Regions from separate parts of the Cydia pomonella genome. Here region 1 is linked to region 2. The links are chromatin contacts, called in public Hi-C maps. All regions are on one chromosome and are shown on one strand. Each heading gives the region's core, a stretch centred on a gene start, on an enhancer-like site or on the middle of the called end of the contact. The rest is flanking DNA. Distances are from core to core; before and after follow the strand shown. Region 1 holds the start of LOC133519308 (acireductone dioxygenase). Region 2 holds the start of LOC133519300 (17-beta-hydroxysteroid dehydrogenase 13-like).

Region 1 (4,964 bases), core at 1,647-4,146, 170 kb after region 2:
CGCTGTGTAAATGAACCCCTTATTTAATTCAGTAACTGACGACAGGGACGCAGTAATACGTAGATGTGAGATGCAGATATCTTTAGCGTATAACTGCGTCTTTGTCACACCTACCCGCCGTAGGTAGGTTTGACAGAGAGCACACTACTTATACGCGTGCAGCGAGTGATTGATTCGACTATAGCGATCCTACCTGTCTGCTTGTCTTTCAACTTTGTGGTCACAGCGATAAAAAAACATGACATTTCTTGCAATTTCATTACATATACATATCTCATGCTGACCTTTATTGCTGACCATATGCGCGATGTTTCCTAAAGACTAGTTTGTAATTGTTATTTGTTTTACAAGGGAGCAAAGTTGTTGTTTAACCTATCGTGCTAATATTGATACCCGAGCAAGCGAAAGATTCCAAATTTGGACCACGAGCGTAGCGAGTTTGTAACGTGGAATCTTTAGCGTTGCGGGGGTTTCAAGGCACGAGGATTGAACAAATTTTGACACCGAGTGAAACACACAATTTTCACCACACCGACTCAAGGAAAATACTAACTGCAAAATAGCAAACAAAAGCAATCGAAATCAATTTAAAATGAATGTTTCCAAATCTTTATCATTCAAAATCATCATTTAAAAGTAAATTCTACCAGCCAATATAAAGAAACAACTCAAAATTTGCATTTGTATACTTTGCCACACGTGTGGATAAAATGCAACTTTCTAATCAGATTTGGAACTATCAAGAGGCTCTTTACCAGTTTGTGCGGTGAAAACACCTTTATGCATTATTTTATTTGATTGTGATTTAGACGTCCGTCCATAACTTGTTTTCTCAAATGATTTGTTGCATTTACTTTTTTTCGTGTTTAATTTGCATTGCACAATTGACCTTCTCATATCAGGAATTATTTGAAAACTTAATTTTCGTAGCCACTGCGGTCATATCAAACTTAGCTGTACCTAACTTAGCGTTTCAAATAAGATTTGAAGTAATATATTTATATAAATCGTGTAAACTAAATCTGTGTGATTTAGATGTAGTTTGGTGAAAAAATATTTACGACTAAGTAACTTTTGCACTTTCTGATTCAAAACTTATCCTAAATATTTTGTCAATATTGTAACAAATTATATTGTGGGTAGTGAAAAAAAAACGATTAATTTTATATGTAGGTATAATTACATTCATATGAATGTATACTTACCGAATTTATTTTTTTGATTGCTGTAAAATTAATAATTATTTATTTGTAGCAAAGAGAATTTAAAATTGAGGTGGATTATCAAAGAAAATTTTGTATCCTCAGTAAATTTACTGCCATCTTTCGGCACATGATTAAAACTTTTAGAACGCCATTCGACGTTGATCCTTATTCTTTCACTGATGTGTTAAATATCAAAAAGTGGCGCCATCGCTTGAAACAGTTGAAACGATGCCGCCATACCTTTGGCCTTCGATCTATTAGATGGCGCCACTTTTTGGTATTTAACTAATTGAACATATATACGTGAAATAATAGGGATCAAAGTCAAATGCAGTTCTAAAAATTTAATCATGTGTCGAAAGATGGCAGTAAATTTACTGAAGCTAAAAAGTTTTCTTTGACAATCCACCTCTATTTCAAATTTTTGATTTGTACATACATAATTTTGACAAATGATTCTATAAAGTGATATAATTTTAAAATTTACGTTGTAGTCTCACATCAAGATATATTTATTATAAATGTATACCCACTCTTGTCTGTCAAGGTTCTATATTACCTACCCTCAGTACCAGTATCGGTGCTAAGAAATTATAGATCACCAAAACATTGATGTATCCTAGGTTGCTCATGCAAATGCATTAAGTTGTAACACTAGTATTATCTGGATTAAATCTATTTTTACTGGAATTGGACGGTGTTTCATTTATTCTACATAACCATATATTTCCTTGTGAGAAAAGAATTACCACACGAGTCACGGTAGTTTAAACACTTATTTACAAACTTTGATTGTAACAGATTTTGGAAATCAATTTCAAATGTATCTTACCCGGGGCAAGAAAACGTATCGGTGAATTCTTTATTATTTCATTAAGATAGACTGTAGTTTAAACGTTACGGCGCTTGGCATGCACACTAGAACTGGGTCCGATTCGCACGTCGCTCCGTTGTTTGAGCGAGACAACGCTATGCGCATATTATAGCGACATCCCGCTTCCAGTGTGCTAAGCGCCTACGTTGGAGCATGCCACACATAACATACCACAAGAACCCACCAAGACAAAAATCCACAATTCTTACAGCAATTTAAAAGGAAGCCCAGAAAATGACGGGAAACCAAAGAAATGTACGCGCTATCTCCCGATCATACCCCAGATAAAAGATTGCCTCTGAGGTTATCCCTGCAGCTTGTTTTTAACTATTGCCGTCCTATTTTCGTCTACAGTAACAAAATATAGTTTTGCAAGCTATTTCCGTCAGTAGGAAATTGTAGGAGCAAAGGATTGTCCTCCCATTTTGTCGTTATACATACTCACAAAAGTTGAATTTCACGCCCATCATTGCTTTTTTTATGGCTAAAATACTTAAAACTGCTTAAACAACACACGTACACGCTTGCGGTTAACAATCTAAACAGACTCCTCTTTCCGGTGTAGCCACTAATCAAATACCCTTTATTTAGTGGTGAGACAGAGACACTGCACCATAAGTAAAACATTCTAAATTATACAAATAGGGTTTAATCCAGTCACAAAATCAATTAAATAGCTTCGGTGAACCAAGTTTACTTCGACTTACTTGAACTTACTTTAAAAAAAAAAACATTTTTATTCATTTTGTAAAAGAGTTTTGCAGATTTTTTTAATTTATTTTACTGGCAATGACAAGCAAAGTGATGTCCTGTGTGATATGTCAATGTCATTGTTCTTATGTCAGATCGGGCCATTTCATATTGCCTTTCATTACACTGAATTTATTATTTCTTTATAGTTTTTTTGTATTTACTTGTTACAAAATGGTGAAAGCCTGGTATATGGATGAAGATAAGAATGATCAACGCGCAGAACATCACAGGAACCCTCCACAGTTTGTATCTCTCGATGAATTGTACAAGAAGACTGGTGTTGAATACTTTAGCGTAAGTTTTTACGTCTTATTTTTATCTATATTCGGTTTTTCTTTCAATTTCAATATTTAATCAATTATCAACAGCAATGTCATGATTACCGACCATATTTTTTATGCTTACGTTTAGATAAACGGGAGTAATGTTCGATCAAAAACATAATTATTTTTATCTTATCTTTTATAAACAACGTAACCTAACTATTGTTACTTTGACTTTCAACTTTATCGCATTGAAATATCAGTAACTTTGGTAGACTAATATACATAATAAAGACTATAAATAAGGCTCAGGAATTCAAATATTTGCACTTATCATATAAATGAATGAATAATATCTTTTTGGTAGGGCCACCAAAAATACTGACATTGAAACTTTGATTTAACATGCCATACGGGGACCATTCGACCCCATACAATACTAAAGTGATGTTGGAAACTAAAGTTTATTGTTGCATATGCTGTAAATGATCCACATTATCATATGGTAGTATTTGATTAAAAGGTAATTAGTTTCATGTTTCTTATTTTCCAAGTAAAATTTACCTTATACTTAGTAATCATGGTCACCCTATGACTTTTGACATATGCTGTATGGAAAGTGACAAGAAGTCACATTGAGTAGTAACCAAATTGTATGCAAAAATGTTTTTTTTTTCTACGTTCCATCTGAAAACGAATCATCATTATTGGTGATAATAAATAATTAGCAACATCATTAGGCTCATCTTTGAATTCCATATGATATCTTGTGCTCTTGCTCCATAACCCCAAAATCATCCTGTATATGTAGTCTGTCCCTTTAGGTAAATAAATAGATGCAAACATGTGTTCTTTCATCACACTTGCTTGAAAAAGATCTTATTTCATACTCTGCTCAATTTCTCTCCTTAATTTTTCAGCTAAATGTCGACACCCATGAGACTGATGGAGTCCTAGACAAGATAAAGAAGGACCGCGGCTACACCTACGAGGACAGGATGGAGGCATCCAAGGCAACACTACCCAACTACGAAGAAAAACTGGTTGCCTTCTACACTGAGCACTTGCATACTGATGAAGAGATCCGGTACTGTACCTTTATCCAGGGTTCTTATATTTAAAATACACCACAAAAATATCCTCCCTAAAATTAGAAATACAACTAGGTCAAAAATATAACTTTTACAATGAGACCAACCCCAAAATCGCGAAAATAACTACTCTCCCATAGAAAATGTCAAGGTCAGAAAGCCGATTTCTGGGTTGGTCTCATCGTAAAAGTTGCTCAGTATTACCTATATATTTACCCCGTAAATCGTTAGTCCTACGTTAATACCATAAAATAATAGTAATGAAGCAATTACAACATTATCAAAGATAATAAATTTGTTGTAACAAAACAGTTTATCGTAATGTTGGCTATTATTTAGATAAAATATTATAAAGCTTGATTTGCCACTAGCTTGATATTTACCACTAGCTTTTCGGTGAAGGAAAACATCGTGAGGAAACCTGCATACATCTGCGAAGGAATTCAAAGGTGTATGTGAAGTCCCCAATCTAGACTATTATAGCTTGAGCCCTCTCGCGCATGAGAGGAGGCCTGTGCCCAGCAGTGGGACGTATATAGGCTGAATTATTATTATTTTTATATTATAAACCTTTGTGCTGCCCAGCGATCTCTGAGCTCCTGAGCAAATGTGAATTTTTTTTTTAATTTAGAAAGAGATTTCGAAACAGAATCTTTTGACATTCTATTCCAGGTTTGTGCTGGACGGCTCCGGCTATTTTGACGTGCGTGACCGTGACGACCAATGGATCCGCATCGAGGTCACCCCAGGGGACATGCTGGTGCTCCCCAGTGGCATC
Region 2 (5,018 bases), core at 1,882-4,381:
ACTACTTGGTCCTACCAATGACCACATCAACCCAGTACTTTGTTAGCGGGCAGTCCAGGCGCTCCGCCAACACCCTCAGCATACAGTTGCTGCTGCCACGCACTCGCTTAATTGACCATTAACCATTACAAATTGAACCGTAAACTGTTACAGTCCGTTACCGTTTAGGGTTCAATTTGTAATTAACATTCGGCCAAAACGGACCCAAAAGCTCAAAATCGATGTTGCCGCCCGGATTTTTGGCATTTGCGGCAGAAATGCAGTTGGCCCATCCCAATATCATCGGCGAAACGAAAGCAAACGTCGCTGGGTCGGTCACCTACTCAGAATGGGAAAGCATCGGGCTGTCAAAAGGGCGTTCTTGGGACGGCCGACTGGTAGCCGTCCGGTGGGTCGGCCCTGGTATCGCTGGGAAGACAGTGTGGCGGCGGATCTGCTTCACCTTCGCGTCAATAACTGGCAGGAAGTTGCGCAGGATCAACAGTGACACGCTCTCGTTTCGGAGGCCAAGATTATTTTTGACTCACTGAGACAAAATAGTTAGTTAGTTAATGCAGTTGGCAGTAATGTTGTGCCGCAATACTGCAGAAGTAATGCTGGAGTAGTTTGAATCCGAAGAATACCTACCTTAATCGATCAATGATATGCTGTAAGTGCAAGTCATTGAAATAATTGTTATATGATTGTTATCACGTTATGACACCTGTGACTGATACGGTACAATATAGAACGATAAAGATTCATATAGTCTAAGACAAATTCGTTCTTCGAATGTGACAACTAACGTAGATGGTGCTCTATGCTCCTGCTTCTTACCGCTCCGTACATTCCCGTCACGAGTTGAAGTTTATGTTATCATTAAGCTAACAGACACCCAAAGATTTCATTAGTAAAGATAGGCCCGTTCATATAGTTAATTCCGACCGAACATTCTCGTTTGGTGTCAAATCGCATTGTGCGCACGAATGCCACGACGCGATTGGTTGATGAGTTGTGCAGTCACTGCACGATTGGCTCGCATTCGTCGCACAACACGATTTAACACCGATGTACTGGGCTATAACCTCGAAAATCAAAGTTCGCAAATTGCGGGCATCATTCTCTGTCACTATATTACGCCTTAATTGGAGTAAAAGAGAAAGATGCCCGCAATTTGCGGACTTTGATGTTCGCGGTAGGCCCTCAGGAATTGAAGCTTTGAACGCCACGTCTATGATGCGTGGCGCATCATCGTGCACCTTGTCGAAATGCACGAAGGTCGATATTGGGCAGCTGACGCGCGCGTTAATTGACGTCTTTGGTGGTTAAATGGTTAAGAGATTGACGAGGTCAGTGGGGCGACACTCCTCCTTTCGGCTTTTCTCGGCTCCGTTCGGCTCAGCATTGCTCCGAGCATTGGCACAACTTGACGTCCCTATACTTGCACGACCCATAAGATAATGACTTGAATTTTGACAACCCTAAAAGGCCGAAAGGGATAGTGCCATAGGTACATTAAAAAGGGACAGCATAATTCGTCCCTGAATCGCTGTCAAACTTCGGTTTTGTAGGAAGTGTTATTTCTGTACGATATATTCTGCGACGAGGTCAGGGTTAGGTACATACCAGTATAATTTCTCCCGAAACATCCTTCGGAGCACGTGGCATGAATGAAAGATAAATGCCCCGAGCCAGCTCGAAAATAATCCTTAACAGAGTCGATATCACCTCGACCGTCAACAGCCAGACTCTGATGACAGTTGGCTCCTCTGCCCTGGAAACAATAGAAAAATGGTAAAAAGACAGCATGTATTTTGATACGACCGCATAACAAAAGGGTAGGTAGTTAGTTTAGGCTTTAATTAACACTTTCATAAGTTTTATAAAAAAACAAATGATTTTTATTTTTCCATATAAAATAATTCAGCAAGTAGTGTATCAATACTTTGTTTTAACTTAAAACGTCGCATTTAATGTTCTCGGTTCGGGCTTTGACGTTCCTTTGTGTGCACAACCAGCAACCACAGATGAATTTTGACAACCCTAAATAGCCGAAAGGGATGTTTCCATACATTAGATAGGGACAGCATGATTCGGCCCTGAATCGCTGTGAAACTTCGGCTTTGTAGGAAGTTTCCTTTCTTTACGGTAAGTAGTACTAATTTATTCTGTGACGCGATGTCACAACTGTCACAAGTGACGATGATGTAGGTACGAAATACATTGCTGCTCGAAAAAATATCAGTTATACCAGTTAAGACTATATTAAAATAATCTGTCAGGATCGTTTTATAGCACTAAAACCTACGCCTAGTTTAAGTTATATTAAAAATAGATAGATAGATAGATTTTATTTGGTATTAATCATACACTGTCACATTAAGTACAATTTAGGCATAATTAATTACAAAATTATTATAAATTAAAATACAATGTCAATTAATTATTCCAATTCACGTAAATATTAATGATTTTAAAATTCTAATGTATTAGGAAAATAATAAAATATAATTCAAATTAACTACTTACAATGAGGCGCCATATAAGTAATCACAATTACATTAGAATAAAGACATACACACTGTTGTACCGATATTGCATTAACAAAGTGTGGACCTACCCCTATAAACACCATATTTTCATGGTCCCACAAAATGTCATTGCAAAGCCCGTGCAAGAGTAGCTCGGTTCGACTTCAGTTACATTAGTATGTATTTATATTTAATGACTATATGCGCCACGCATTTCACCAAAGAACCGGGTTCTAGCCAGCTTTGGCTTGCTTAAGTTGGTTAAATTAAATGGTCCAGACTTCTTCAACCGGGGCCTGGGCTATAACCGCGAAAATCGAAGTTCGTCAATTGTTGGCATTTTTCTCTGCCACTCTAATTACGTCATATTTAAATCTCAGCTCCAGTATCCTCTTAATGACTCCTGACACTGACAATTTAATAAAATACTAACTAAATAATTCTTATTACGAGCACACTATTATCCTTTCCACGTACTGGCAATATGTTTATTTTATTTTCTACGACCAAATGTTTAAATTGAATTAACTTACATTTTAGATCCTGCTCAAACTATGTCCAGTGAAAGAATAACACTAATGTGTTTACTCCACTCTTCTACTTAATTATGATAAAATAGTTAGGTATATAATCCTTATCGGTTAATTAGTTGCCCGGAGACGTATTGATGTATGCGAAATTCATTTATGTATAAACTTAAATAAACTTATCTAGCAAGTTACAATATAAACAACGTCAATGTTATAATTAGAAATGTTGAGATAGGCACGTAATAAGAGTGGCCAAAATATCAAGACGTAGTGCATGTTCAGATATTTTGTTTACATTCATTCTTCTTCATTATTGCAATAAATGACATTAATTTATGTGTACGTAATTTAAACATAACGCACACACAGATTATTACATAAGTAAACTTAACTAGTTAAACTAGTATCTAATTATAATGATATATTAATTGAATATAATAACATTATTAATAATTTTTTACATTACATCTACTAATTATTTAATTCTATAACCCGTACACTTTGAAATCCATTTTGAAATTGAGAAATTATCTTCACTCACGGCAGATTTGATTAAAGCGCCATCTACATGTTTATCCCCTAACTTCAGTTCCATGCTATTTAAGTCAAATGCGTAAACGTAAAAATTATATTTTAATGAAAAATTTGCGGATGGCTTTTTCAATGTCCTAAACAAATTGGAACACCAAATGAGTTAAGTGCGTCTGAAAAACTCCTATAATGCTGTCACCATGGTGACAACTGACACAACTGTCAATTTGACAGTTGATCAACCTTAGCTGCAGTATTTTGTGTTAATTTGCGTGTTTATCGCAAAATACGTTAAGTTTAATAATAAATAAACGAAGTGTGTGGGTTTATATTGTTAATTGAGTGAACCTTGTTCAAAGAAGTGTAAAAACTTGAGCGTTCTGTAACAATTTTGTGATTTGGAGTATTGGAACTCCGCTTTGTTGTGTTGGATATAAGGTGAGTGCATAGTTACCTATTCGTATTTATTTCTCGAAATGTTATTGATAAAGACTCATCTGGGTACGTAAACCAATCAATAAATTTTATAGTTATAAATATATTATTTAAATAAAAGCCATGTTGGAGTTAACAAAACCAAGTAAAATCATTGTTGTGGAATACATAGATACATATGCACACGATAGGCAATGTGAATATAATTAAAAATATATACCTACTACTTGACACAATTTTTTAAAGTCAGATTCAGACCCAGTTCATAACATAGACACAAGTCAGTCAGGTGAGGGCCATATGTACCCTAAGGCCAAATGGGGCCATTGCATGGGATAGCGCAAGCAAAATCTCAATCAGTCATGTTTTATTAACCCCCGCAACAAGAGGGTGTTTTATGTTTGATGCTAATGATGTCTGTCTGTCTGTGGCATCTTAGCTGTCCAACGGATGAGCGAATGTCGAAGAGGGCTTTTTTATGTGAGTTTTCTTGCCGTTGTTCTTAGTTACCTTTTATAGAAATTATTCCAGCAGGTTGAAGAGTATCTGCTCTTTTCCAAAATTATGTAAGGCATTTTTTGGTATTTGGTAATGGATTTTGTTGGCATATAGAGTAGGGGGTTTTTTAATTTTTCAGTTTTAGGGCTGCAATCTTAAGTTCTATGCTGAAGATATGGGTCTTAGCAAAATAAATATTATAGGACATTATTACACAAATTGACTAAGTCCCACAGTAAGCTCTATAAGGCTTGTGTTGTGGTTACTTAGACAATGATATATATATATATATATATATTATATATAAATATGTACCTAAATACATAGAAAACATCCATGACTCAGTCACAAATATCCATGCTTGTCACACAAATAAGTAAACAGGATTTGAATCTGGGATTGATGACTTCATAGGCAGGGTCACTACCCACTAGGCCGGACCAGTTGTCACTAATGAAGATTTTCTTTATGTTAGGTAATTAAAAAACCATTCTTGAATTGATATTCATTAGCA

The links. A called contact is a pair of places that touch in the nucleus more often than the background predicts.
Region 1: a contact with region 2 is called in a Hi-C map of whole body, with 10 times the contacts expected there. The contact joins the promoter of LOC133519308 here to the promoter of LOC133519300 in region 2. A contact is called at or near these places in 2 of 2 Hi-C or Micro-C datasets (both in whole body).

Annotation. Positions count from the first base shown.
Region 1 is chr6:22,483,411-22,488,374 of ilCydPomo1, forward strand. It overlaps LOC133519308 (acireductone dioxygenase), which reads left to right and starts at 2,897. Exons shown (of 6, transcript XM_061853343.1): 1 at 2,897-3,126; 2 at 4,016-4,182; 3 at 4,859-4,964. The coding sequence starts at 3,004. It overlaps LOC133519304, which reads left to right. Exons shown (of 4, transcript XM_061853337.1): 4 at 1-1,895.
Region 2 is chr6:22,310,100-22,315,117 of ilCydPomo1, forward strand. LOC133519300 (17-beta-hydroxysteroid dehydrogenase 13-like) reads right to left here and starts at 3,132. Exons shown (of 7, transcript XM_061853330.1): 1 at 3,044-3,132; 2 at 1,606-1,753. The coding sequence starts at 3,045. It overlaps LOC133519304, which reads left to right and starts at 3,844. Exons shown (of 4, transcript XM_061853337.1): 1 at 3,844-4,009.